Linked DNA regions of Sus scrofa: all the other regions are linked to region 1. A link is a contact called in public Hi-C and HiChIP or PLAC-seq data. All regions are on one chromosome and are shown on one strand. The core of a region is the stretch at or near the end of the contact, and the rest is flanking DNA. Distances in the headings are between cores, read along the strand shown. Region 1 holds the start of PPDPF (pancreatic progenitor cell differentiation and proliferation factor). Region 2 holds the start of ARFGAP1 (ADP-ribosylation factor GTPase-activating protein 1). Region 3 holds the start of DNAJC5 (dnaJ homolog subfamily C member 5).

Region 1 (3,786 bases), core at 318-2,817:
GAGGGGTTGGTGGACTCATCCGTCCCACGTGGGGGGAGGGGCACGCACACAGCTCACACACCGGTCAGCCTGCTGGCTGCTCCGTGTTTATTTTCCACTGGGTGCAAGGCACAGGGTTACGGCGTGTCCGAAAGGCTCTCATGTGGCTTGGGATAGTCAAGAGCGGGGTTCTCTCACTTTCTTTTTGGTGGTGTGCTGTTCTCAATTAAAGAACCCAACTGCTGCCTCCAGCTGCAGCTCTTGAGTCTCAGGAAGGGGAGGGCAGGGGAGGGGCTCTGAGGAGCCTAGCGCCTTGGAAGGAAGCCTGGCAGCTGGTGGTGGCCTCTCAGGAGGGAGGCCTGCAGTTGGGTGTGCCCGGCTGGCCGCCAGGCTGCTGCTGAGCCAGGTCGCAGGTGATCATGCGGGTGGAGGCCCCGGCAGATTCCGAGTGCCCCGGGGACTCCAGCACCGTGGCCATGAGTGGGAGCGTGGGCTTCCCGAAAAAAAAGCTAGCCCACCAGTGTCCCGGGTCAGCTTTGGGGAGACCTGAGAGAAGCAGAGTGAGGTCAGGCTGCTGCAGCCCACTCCCCCAACAGTCCCCCAGTACAAAGGGGAGCAGAACTGCACTCACCCGGGGGGTGGGGGATGGCTTCTCCGGGGCACTCGGCACTGCCGCAGGAGCTGTTACTGGAAGTGGAGCCCAGGCGGCCTGGAGAGGGAGGCCGGGTCAGCTCCACTGGGCACTGAGCACCCCCAGCCCACCAGGCCAAGGGCTAGCATTGCTGGTAGCACAGGGCCAGGGTCAGGGGTCCACGGCGGCGCACGTGGCACCCAGAGAGGGGCTCTCAAGAAACTTGGGCTGCACCACAAGCTGGCTGGGCCAGCCCACGTGGGACTTGGGGGCGGGCGGGCAAGGGGCTTACTTACAGCGGTAGTAGTCGTGGGTGGCCACGAGCGAGCCGCTCGAGGGGATGGCTGCCATGCTCTTGCTTGGGGGCTGCTGGGAACCTGCGCACGCGGGGGTCGGGGAGTCCGTCCGGTCACCGCTGCCCCTGGAGAAGGCCGCTCCCCACCCGGGCAGAGCCGCCCCGCCCGGACTCCAGGGTCAGCCCCGTGCCCGGGTTTGTTTACCCAGCCGAGGCGGGGCGGCGGAACTCCCGGACCGCCCCCTCCGCGCGGGCGGCTCCAACCAGCCCGAACCGGCCGCGCTGGGCAACAATGGCGCTTTGTGCGCTGGTCCTCCGACCTGGGGGTCCGGGAAGCGGCCGGCGCGCCCCTAACCCCCGCTCCGGGCTCTGCCCGTCGCCCCCTACCCACCCGCGCCCCGCCCGACCGTCCGTCCTCCCGTCCGCCCGCCGCCGCCCAGGCCGGCCGCTCGACCCCACCCACGCGCCGCCGCCCAGGCCCTCACCTCGGCGGCGACCCCTCGCGGGCCTCGGCGCACGATCACGGACGGCGGGGACGGGGACGCTAGGCCACGGAACCCATCTGCCCGGGAGACCGCAGACGGCCGCTCCACACTCAGACGCGCGGGGCGCGCACGCGCGGACGCGCCCCCCGCCCGCCCCTTATAAGGCGGTGCCGCGGTCGCGTCTCGGAGGGCGGGGCGCCCCGGCCCCGGCCCCGCCCCCGCCCCAAGGAGGGCCCGCCCCCCGGCCAGGCCCCGACTCCGCCCAAGACCCAGGCGGAGCCGATCAGACCCCGCCCGAAGCTCAGCCTGGCCCCGCCCCGGCCCGGGGCCCGGCCCTCGCGGGCCCGCCTCGGAGGAAGTCCAGCCGCGCGGCGTCCGGTCCGACCTTGGCTGCCCAGACAGCGGAGTCTGGCCTAGCCTGGCCTGGAGTGGTTAAATGACCCCCGCCCCAATCCCAGAGCAGGGCCTGCCTCCCTCCCACCCCTTGGACCCCTTCTTGGGCTCTGGCCATCCTTTTGGACCCAGGTTCCCTACTGGCCCCGCCTGTCTCCACCTTTCCAGCTTTTTCCGTGGAGGGAGGGAGCATATGCCGAACCGTGGCCCCTGCCCTTCCAGCCTGTTTCTGCTGTTGTCCGCAGCCCCACAGGCCCAGCCCCCGCAGTGCCCCTCTGCTCCAGCTTTCTCTGCTCAGGATGGGGCTCGCCCCACTCTCACCCGGGACAGGTGGGAGGGCATCTGCCTGCGAGACCCCAGCCTTCGGGCAGATGTGGGCCCTCGCTGGCAGGTGCCCTTGCCCAGCTGTCGGCACTGGCTGGTACCCTGAACCAACTGTGTGCCTCAGACTTTCCAGCCCTTCAAGGAAGTCACTGCAGACCCACCCACGCCCCCCTCACAGCTCTGGGGGTTCCAGAATCCGCTCCCGGTTCTTGGCTCCTGCCCACATCCAGCTGCTTGCAAGGGGGATGGGGGAGGGAGGGAGTGGGGAAAGCTGGGTGCAGGGGCATGACTTCTATGGGTAAGTGCGGTGAAGAGCAGCTGTTTGGGGATCTCCAGGAGCTGGAAGTGAAGCCCCTGGCCTGGGCAGCTCCAGAATGGTCCCCGTGGCGCCTGGGCCCTGCCACACCCTGGCTCTTCCACCAGGAAAACCTCCTTTCCAACGGGAAAATCAGCCTCCCTCCCCAGCAGCCTCCTCCAGGCCCCAAGCCCCCTCTGCAGGGAGGGGAGGTCTCACTGGACTCTCCTTGGCTCTTTGCTGCTGGGCAGTTGTGTCCCTGGTGGTTGGAGGGTCTCAGGAAATCTGAGCGGGTTGGGGGGAGGAGCTACCGGGAAGGTCCTGTAACCCCCTCTGCCGAGCCTCCCTGAGTTCGTCCCCTCAAAGACCCTCCAGGTTCCGCAGGCTGACTTGCTCAGAAACCAAGGCCCCGGCGGTGGGGGGGACATGATCCTTTATCGGGCTGGGTGGGGGTCAAGGCCGCTGACCTCCTAACTGTGACCCGGCTTGGGTAGCAGCGTGGCCCGGGGAACAGGCAGGGAAGTGCAGCTTCCTGGCTCAGGTGGCTTTCGTTACTTTTCCACCTTGGACTCTTCCTGGCTGGTCACCGGGCAAAGGGCAGGTCGGTCCAGCCAGGTAGTGCATGGGCTTCAAAGTGAGCCGTGCTTCGCAGCGAGTTCAATTGGATGGCTCATCCGCCTGAGACGAGACTTTGGAAGAGGGGCGCGTGGTCCCCTCTGGCTCGGGCAGAGCCTCACCCCTCCCACGTCACAACGAGACCCTCCCTCCATAGTCACCGCAGTCACGCCCTGGCCGGCTTCCTGTCCCCCTTGGGCATGAATTCGGGATCAGGGCTTTACTGCAAATCAAATTTAATTCTTAAGGGTCATTTGCCATCACCCAACCCCCCCCCCCCCACCCCACGTCACCAAACCCTGAGCCTGGTGATGGATCGAATGTACCAGGGCCATGTTCCTGGTTACTGGCTGTTTAGGTCCACGTGGGCTCCGGCCATCAGTCCTGCTCGGGCCTCACGGAGCTGCCCACTGTGCGGGACAGCCACTCCCCTCCCGTCTCAGCCCTGCTGCCGGCCCCTGGCCACATGCTCACCTGGGATGGGTAGCAGAGTACCCCCACCTCAGCCGGCTGGCCTGCCCGGTGCCCACGTGTCTGCCTGTCCTGCCTTCGCTGAGACCTGGGAGCCCAGGGGCCTGGACGGGAGGCGTGGTGGCAGTCGTGCGATGGGAGAGGCAGCCAGACCTGTGCAGTGCTCGCAAGGGGTCACAGATAAAGCAGATTCGTCAGAGCAGCTGATGCCAGGAGAATGGAACTTTCTGGAAAGGTCCAGGCTTGTCTCGCTCTGAAGGCACCCTCAGTCACAGGGTTCTGCCCCTTTCCTGGACTT
Region 2 (3,743 bases), core at 1,112-3,611, 160 kb after region 1:
GGCCTGGCCGCAGGTGCTTGCCCTCTCTCTGTTACGGAGCCCGCGTGCCAGCTCCCGCCCGCACACGGCCTCTCAGGGCAGGGGCCCTTGTAAGGGAAAGCCACACACAGGGGCCACGGCTGGTTTTTCCCCCTCGGACTCCGCACCCCACGGCGTCGGCGAGGCAACTGCTCTGACCAGCATTCCTGCTGACGGTGCAGCGTGAAAAACCCAGGAGCGTCTCTGTCGGGCATTGCGCCTGTCACCTTCGGTTACTCACCAGGGGACCCTGCCTGTCCACCCAAGTACACCTGCTGAATCCAGACCTCTGGACACCTACTGCTGGCAGGGCCCTTTTACACCAGCTGAACTTAGGAAATAAACATTTATTTTCCGTAATCAAGGGAAATAAAACTAGGAGCTTGCTCAAGGCGCCTTTCCGCTCCCTAGTTCCTGTGCTGTGCCTGGTGGTCCCGACTTTCGAAGGCAAACACCGGACCGAACACTGGACTGCACCACCCCACCCAGCGCTGGGCACCCGGCCCCGCCCCACAGGGGACCCCGCCCTTGCCGAGCTCCACACACCCACAGTGTGAAGGTAGAAACGGGTGCACGAGGCGCCCTTCCCAGAGAAGCTGGCCTGCCCAGAGGCTCAGTTCTGGCCACCACGACCCAGTCAGACAAAAGTCAGAACTGGGGGTGGCCTGTCCTGATTTCTAATTGTATAAAATAAGGCAGAGTGAGTGTCTGTGGAAATACTGCAGAGAAAATATGTGAAAAATAAATGACTTCGCCTGGATTTAAGAGGAATTCTCCCCAGCGACTGGTTCTGTATGTGAGAACCCTAAATGCTGTGAAATTTTAAGTTGGATACAGAAAAACAAATACCTGCTAACTTTCAAAATTAGAGTTTATCAGAGTTCCCGTTGTGGCTCAGCGGTTAAAGAATCTGACTAGGAACCCTGAGGTTGCGGGTTCGGTCCCTGGCTTCGCTCAGTGGGTTAAGGATCCAGTGTTGCCGTGAGCTGTGGTGTAGGTTACAGACGCGGCTCGGATCCTGCGTTGCTGTGGTTCCGGTGTAGGCTGGCGGCTACAGCTCCAATCTGACCCCTAACCTGGGAACCTCCATATGCCGCAGGTGCGGCCCTAGAAAAGGTAAAAAACACAAAAGCAATCCCAAAAAACAAAACAAAACAACAGTTTATCTTGGAAAATGATCCAGGAACTCCTGTTTTAATGTTTGAAATCAAGATGGTCAAACACAGTTTTCTGCACGTGGATGTGGCTTCTGCAAACAGTGAACTAAACACACTTTTTCTCCGTTTATGAAGAAAACCACTTCTCAGACTGCAGGATGCTGCTCCTGAAGTGGGGACCTCCTCAACCCTGGAGATCAAAGGGGGTGACGCAGGGACACTGCCTGGTCCCCAGGGCTGTTACCCTCATCTTTCTCAGACACCAGCCAAGACACCCAAAGCGCCTCGTCCAAGCACAAGGCTGTCTCACTCTAAAGCAGAGAGCGGAAGCCAAATGTCAAGGCTAATTATCCCCGGGCCATTGTTACGGCCCCACCGGGCCCGTCAGAAACAGCCTGGCCGGCACATCGCGCCTGCACTGAATGAGCACAACTCTCCTTCGGGGCCTGCGATGAGGCTGTTCAACAGCGAGGGCGGCCAAGGAGCATACTTCTAACCTGAAGGCACATAACCTGAAAAAGAATCTTAGAGTCGCTTCTCGGTTTCCTCTCCTCCCAAGACGATCACCCACCGCGGATGAGGAGGCAAGGAGCTGAGGCCCGGAGGCTGCCCCCGGAAGGGCCTCTCCGACACCGACTCTTCCCTCCTCGGGCGGGAAGCCCCTTCGGAGCTACGACCCGGCCTGACCAGAGCCTGTGTCCAAACCCGGTCCTGGGTCCGAAGGTGGGGACGGGGCAGGGCCGGCTGGCCCCACGGAGGGGCTGCGGTGGGCAGGGGCCCGTGACAGCCTCGGAGGAAAGAAGGCTGGGGGCCGGGGGCGCGCGGCGGGGTGGGCGGGGGGTCGGTCCGGGCGGGGGCGGCGGCGGAGGGGCGGCGCGGGGGGGCCCCCCGGGCAGCAGTCCGCCGGGGCGGGGGCGGCAGGGGCAAGGCGGCCTCCGGGAGGGGTGGGGGTCCGGGCGGGGCAGCCGCCGGGAGGGGCTGAGGACTAGCCGGGGGGAGCCGGGACTTCGGCCGTGTCTTACCTGGCAGGGCTCGATCCTGCGCGCCCGTCGGGCGGGGGTCCGGGCGGGGGTCCGGGCGGGGGTCCGGGCTGGGGTCGGCGGCGCCGCGAACTGCACCGAAGATGCTCGCCGGCCGCCCACCCCGCCGCCACCCGCTTCCGGCTACGTAGCGCGTCGCGAGGCCTGACGGGAAGCCGGGGGCGGGCCGGCGGGGGCGGGACTTCCTCCGGCCGGCTGGGCCGGAAGCGCGTCCCTGCCCCATCACCATGGGGACGCGTCCTTCCCAGGGTTGCAGTCTCAGACTGGTTGTCCCGCGGGGCCCACGAGGTCCTGGGGGCCGACAGCCACGCTCACCGGCGACGCGCCATCAGGACGCTCAAATGAGGATGGCTCAGGGGCGTCTACTTACAAGGGAGCCGATTAGGGGGGCGTGGGCGGGCTTAGGGCACCGCCGGAATTCTGCGGGCCGCCGGAGCTGGAGCCCCAGAGCTGTGACGTCAACAGGCCCCAAGGAAAAGGGGGAGGGAGAGGTTCCGGGACTCCGGAAGGAGAGAGTCCTCAGGGCCTCTGCCCCAGAGAAGCTGTTATCTTTGGTTGAGGGCGTGGCCAGCCGAGGAGATCTAGCCGAGGAAGCCGCAGGAATAAATGCCGGCCCCTCTGGCCTCTCACCTCCCGATCTCCTGATCCGGCCTCCCGCTGGCCGAGCCCGTTGGTGAACTCCGAGGAGAAGAAGGGTGCAAGCAGGCTGCAAAGCAGTGTGAATAGTAAGATCCCAAATACGGGAAATTTGACTGCAGGAAAGGAACTGTCGAGAGTGATGCTCTCTGGGAGGTATAATGGCAAACGATTTTTGGTTTTGTTTTCACTTTATGCTTTTCTGAGAAGTCCGCATATTCTTCACGGACCTCCGTAACTTTTGGAGTAACCCAATATAAACACTTCTACTGAGACATAGTTTATTTTCAGTAATGTGCATTCAGTGAGTCTTGGCGGATGTGCGCCCCAGCGTAGCCACCACCATGATCAGTTACACGGCATCTCATCGGAGGCAAGCCCTGTTCTTTTAGCCCATTTCTCAGGTGGTCTGTTCTAGAACATCACCTAATAGAATCATGCCACGCTTTCAAATGGCTTCTTTCATTCAGACTATGTTGTCAAGGTTCGTCCCTGTCTTAGCCTCTGTCAGCACTTCATTCCTTTTCACAGCTGAATACTATTCCACGACATGAAAATGCCCCTTTGTTTATCCGTTCACATATTGGACACTACAGTCATCTCTGAGTCTTGGCTGTTGTGAATAGAGCTGCCCTGAAGTTCATGTACAAGTCCTTTAAGGGTATATTTCATTTTTTTTTTTTTTTGGTCTTTTTGCTATTTCTTTGGGCCGCGGCATATGGAGGTTCCCAGGCTAGGGGTCTAATCGGAGCTGTAGCCGCCAGCCTACGCCAGAGCCACAGCAATGCTGGATCCGAGCCGCGTCTGCAACCTACACCACAGCTCACGGCAACGCCGGATCGTTAACCCACTGAGCAAGGGCAGGGACCGAACCCGCAACCTCATGGTTCCT
Region 3 (3,693 bases), core at 1,039-3,538, 220 kb before region 1:
GGGTCAGGAACGGCTCACTTCCCTGTGACTCGAACAGTTTACTGCATCTCACGCCACTTCATCAACAAATGAACAGCATGTGGGCTTTACCTGGGGCGGGGGGCGGCAAAGACAAAACTTCTAAAAGCATCGTTATAGTGGCAGATCAGACAAAACCTTTTGGTTCTGAGCAAACTCGAGACTAAAAGTGGCAAAAAGATTTACAGGGAAGTCCCGCACAGATCACCTCTGCGCCCTGCCTCTGGACTGGCTGTCCTCTCCTGAGAGGGAGCTGACTTGCCACGGACCTCCCTCAGCACCCAGCGCCCAACTATTCAGCACTCACCCACAACGACTTCCCAGTGACAAGGTCGCTGTGCTGCAGAGCTGCTGCTAAGCTCATCACTCTCCTTCATTCGACCAGTGTTTACCGGGCACAGAGTGTGTGCCAGGAACTGTTCTTCGCACCAAACAGCCACCCTGTGGACCTTACCCCACAGTAAAGGATTACGCGTAACAAACGTACTAAAGAGACTTCAGAAGAATTAAGTGCTGTGGGAAATTAAACAGGAAAGGGAATCAGGAAACCGGAGGTGGCGAGCTGGAATTCTAGGTAAGATAGGGAAGGCCTGCCCTCACTGGGCCTAAGAGTGAGGAAGTGAGGGATCCGGGCAGATCCGAGGACAGAGCACATGAGTCTGTTGAGAGAATGGCCAAGAGGCCATGGCGGTGGGGGTCAGAGGGTGGCAAGGGGCGTCCCTCCCCAACAAAGGTGCCCACCCAAGGCCACAGGCTCCAGAGCCGAGGTCCCTCAGCAAGGCTGTCTCCTCCACATGCAGACCTAAGCGTCTGCTCACCACAGATGCCCAGGTGGTCTGCTTTCGCCACGGCCAAGGGGAACAGGCGCAACACACACGACCCTCAGATCCCAGGGCTAGTGGAGGCACCTGCCCCACAGCCAGAGCGGCTCCTACAGCCCTTGGTTTGGCCACAGGCCCCCAGAGGTGCCCGGGGTCCCAGAGTCCTGACAGGTCAAAGGAGAGCTGCTGGCTCTCAGTTATAAAGTTTCCCAAAGCCCTTAAGTCCTGCCTCATAGCGTCACCTCTCATTTGACAGATGACACGATGCTGACACTCACGACAACACTGAACAAGAGAGGAGCAAGAGAATAAACATAAAATCTCAGAGCTTTGCCTTTAGGCAACCAAGTCACAGACGGGCCAGTACACTTGTTTTGTCATTAAGATAGTTTGTAAACAGACAGAGGTGTCCAGCACGGCACCCATTAGGCTACGACCGGCTGGTTAAAATGTCTCCTTATCAAACCTCAACACGAAAATCAAAATAAAACTGAAACTTTTGCTTCCCTTCCTGTGTGGCACAACCAAATGCACTCCGATAAATCGTCTCAGGCACATGAAAAAGGGGCTCCTTAATCCAGCCTCTCAACACGAACAAGTTAGAACCTGAAGGGAAGAGCTCCCGACACTGTCTCCGCAAGACAATACACAGCGATGCTCCAAATAATGTCCTTGCGACGCAGAGAAAACACTTCTTTCTTACCAGGCCGACGATTCACACCCCCGAGATTAATTTACAGCGCGTCAAGGAACAAAGCTCACTTCGCCGAGCTCCAAGCGTGACCCGGGGACAGGTTACGTGGCTGCTGCATCCGGCGGCTCTGCCCCCCGCGGCCCCCTGGACAGGAAAGCCCCTCCCCAGGGCGGTGGGCGCCCGGCGCACACGCCGGGCCCTGGGCCCTCGCCGCCGCCGCCGCCGGTCAGGTCTGGCCGACCACAGCGCGGGCCCGGCGGCCTGGCCACGGCGCGCGCCCTGGGCCTCCCGGCGCCTCTCCGGCCCGGCCGCCGCCCCCCGCCCCGAGCGGGGAGGGAGGGAAACAAGGAGGGAGGGGGTCGCCGCCATTTCCGGCTACGGGCGCGCGGCCCCCCAGCCCGCGTCGCGCCCCCCTGCGCCCCCGCCCTCCTCCAGCCGCCTCCACATCCCGCCCCCAGTCACCGCGAGGCCCCCGCCCGGCCTGACGCGATGCCGCGGGCCCGCCGCGAGCTCACCTGTCCGCGCGCCCGCCCGCCCGCCGGCTCCGCGGCTCTGCTCCTCCCTGCGCAGCGCTGCTGGGCAGCCGGCCGACGCGCTCCTCAGCCGGGGCTGCGCCTCGGGACCCGGCGGCGGCGGCGGCGGCGGCGGCGGCGGCGGCGGCGGCGGCAGCGGCGGCGGCGGCGACGGAGTCGGCGGCGGGGGCAGCGGCAGAGGGCGCGGGAGCAGCACCGGCAGAGGCGGCGAGGGCGCGCACGCTCACGCACGCTCACGCACGCACCCGCACCGGCGCGCGCGCTCCCGGGAGGACGTGGGCGCCGGTGGGTCGGAGCTGCGGGCTGGGCAGGCCGCGCGTGCGCTCAGAGCGCTGCGCAGAGGCTCCGCCCACGAGGGGCAGGGCCCGAATGACAGCAGTGGGCGGAGGCTCCAGAGCTCCCAGCGGAGGCTCCGCCTACTGAGGGCGGAGTCCCGAGTGCCAGCCCATACGCGGGTGCTCCGAGAGCTGTGGGCGGAGCTTGCACCGCGGAGCCGGAAGCCTCCACCGCCCAGCAGGGGCGGGGCCGAGACGCGGGGGCGGGGCCTGCCCGCCAGCGCTTCAGGTAGTGGCTAGTGCGCCGACAGGTGCTGCGGTAAACGGATGCGGGGACTAGTTTGGCGGCTGACTTTGCCTGGAGCTTCACGTAAGATTGGGGAAACGCAATTGTTCTCGTCAAAGAACAAGCGAAAGAGGGAGCTGGTGGGAGTTGTCCCAGAGGCCGCCGACCCCTGAACCACTGTTAGGGACCGCGCGGTGCAGAGATGTGACTTGCTTCCTACCTCCCCAATCGCCGAAGTGTCACAGCCATTGTCCAGCCCCTCCCAGAATCACCTGCAAACAATGCCTTGAATGGGCAGTTGTACCAACTTCTACTCACTTCCCTTCCGGTCCAGTTTCGACCCGTTCTTTGACTCCGAGGGAGGGGAGACCTGCTCGTCACCCTTCGCTAACACTCCTTATAACAGGAGGTATTCTGCCGTATACTGAGTGCCTGGTACATCTGTATGTGCTATTTCATCCTGAAAGCCGTCCAAATCGATTTTTTTTTTGGGGGGGGTCTTTTTTAGGGCCGCACCCGCGGCATATGGAGGTTCCCAGGCTAGGGGTCGAATCGGAGCTGCAGCCGCCGGCCTGCACAAAAACCACAGCGACTCGGAATCCGAGCCGCGTCTGCGATCTACACCACAGCTCACGGCAACGCCAGATCCTTAACCCACGGAGCGAGGCCAGGGATCCAACCCGCAACCTCAGAGTTCCTGGTCCGATTCGGTAAGCACTAAGCCAGGCCTGGAACTCCCCCAAATCGACCTTTCCATTCACTTCTCTTGCCTCCTCACTTCCACACTTGCCCACATCAGCGGAGTCACATTCTTAACACAGAAACTTTATGACACTGAAGTCTTCCTATGACATACTGAGTAAAATCCAAACTCTGCCAACAAGCTCCAGCCCCGTTTACCTCCACCCTCTTCTTACACCTCTCTGCCATCCTTGAACTGCCCAGTTTGCCCCAGGCCTGGGGCCTCTAAGTGGCAGAGAGCTCAGGAAGTCTCCTGGCAGTTATTAAGTTGTGCAACATCAGTCAGGCAGCACAAAAAAGGCGTAGGCCAGAAAAACAAGCAGCA

Evidence for each region. A called contact is a pair of places that touch in the nucleus more often than the background predicts. HiChIP or PLAC-seq counts read pairs in DNA pulled down with a chosen protein or histone mark.
Region 2: a contact with region 1 is called in a Hi-C map of liver, with 4 times the contacts expected there. The contact joins the promoter of ARFGAP1 here to the promoter of PPDPF in region 1. A contact is called at or near these places in 1 of 47 Hi-C or Micro-C datasets (liver) and 1 of 2 datasets of contacts at active chromatin or transcription factors (alveolar macrophages).
Region 3: an H3K27ac HiChIP or PLAC-seq map of alveolar macrophages shows a contact between it and region 1. The contact joins the promoter of DNAJC5 here to the promoter of PPDPF in region 1. A contact is called at or near these places in 1 of 5 promoter capture datasets (liver), 2 of 47 Hi-C or Micro-C datasets (both in liver) and 1 of 2 datasets of contacts at active chromatin or transcription factors (alveolar macrophages).

The regions. Positions count from the first base shown.
Region 1 is chr17:62,535,291-62,539,076 of Sscrofa11.1, reverse strand. It overlaps PPDPF (pancreatic progenitor cell differentiation and proliferation factor), which reads right to left and starts at 1,567. Exons shown (of 4, transcript XM_021077704.1): 1 at 1,391-1,567; 2 at 907-987; 3 at 611-688; 4 at 65-525. The coding sequence starts at 961. The coding sequence ends at 326. PTK6 (protein-tyrosine kinase 6) reads left to right here. Exons shown (of 7, transcript XM_021077703.1): 7 at 1-224.
Region 2 is chr17:62,378,678-62,382,420 of Sscrofa11.1, reverse strand. ARFGAP1 (ADP-ribosylation factor GTPase-activating protein 1) reads right to left here and starts at 2,361. Exons shown (of 12, transcript XR_002339924.1): 1 at 2,198-2,361.
Region 3 is chr17:62,753,225-62,756,917 of Sscrofa11.1, reverse strand. It overlaps DNAJC5 (dnaJ homolog subfamily C member 5), which reads right to left and starts at 2,288. Exons shown (of 6, transcript XR_002339937.1): 1 at 2,049-2,288.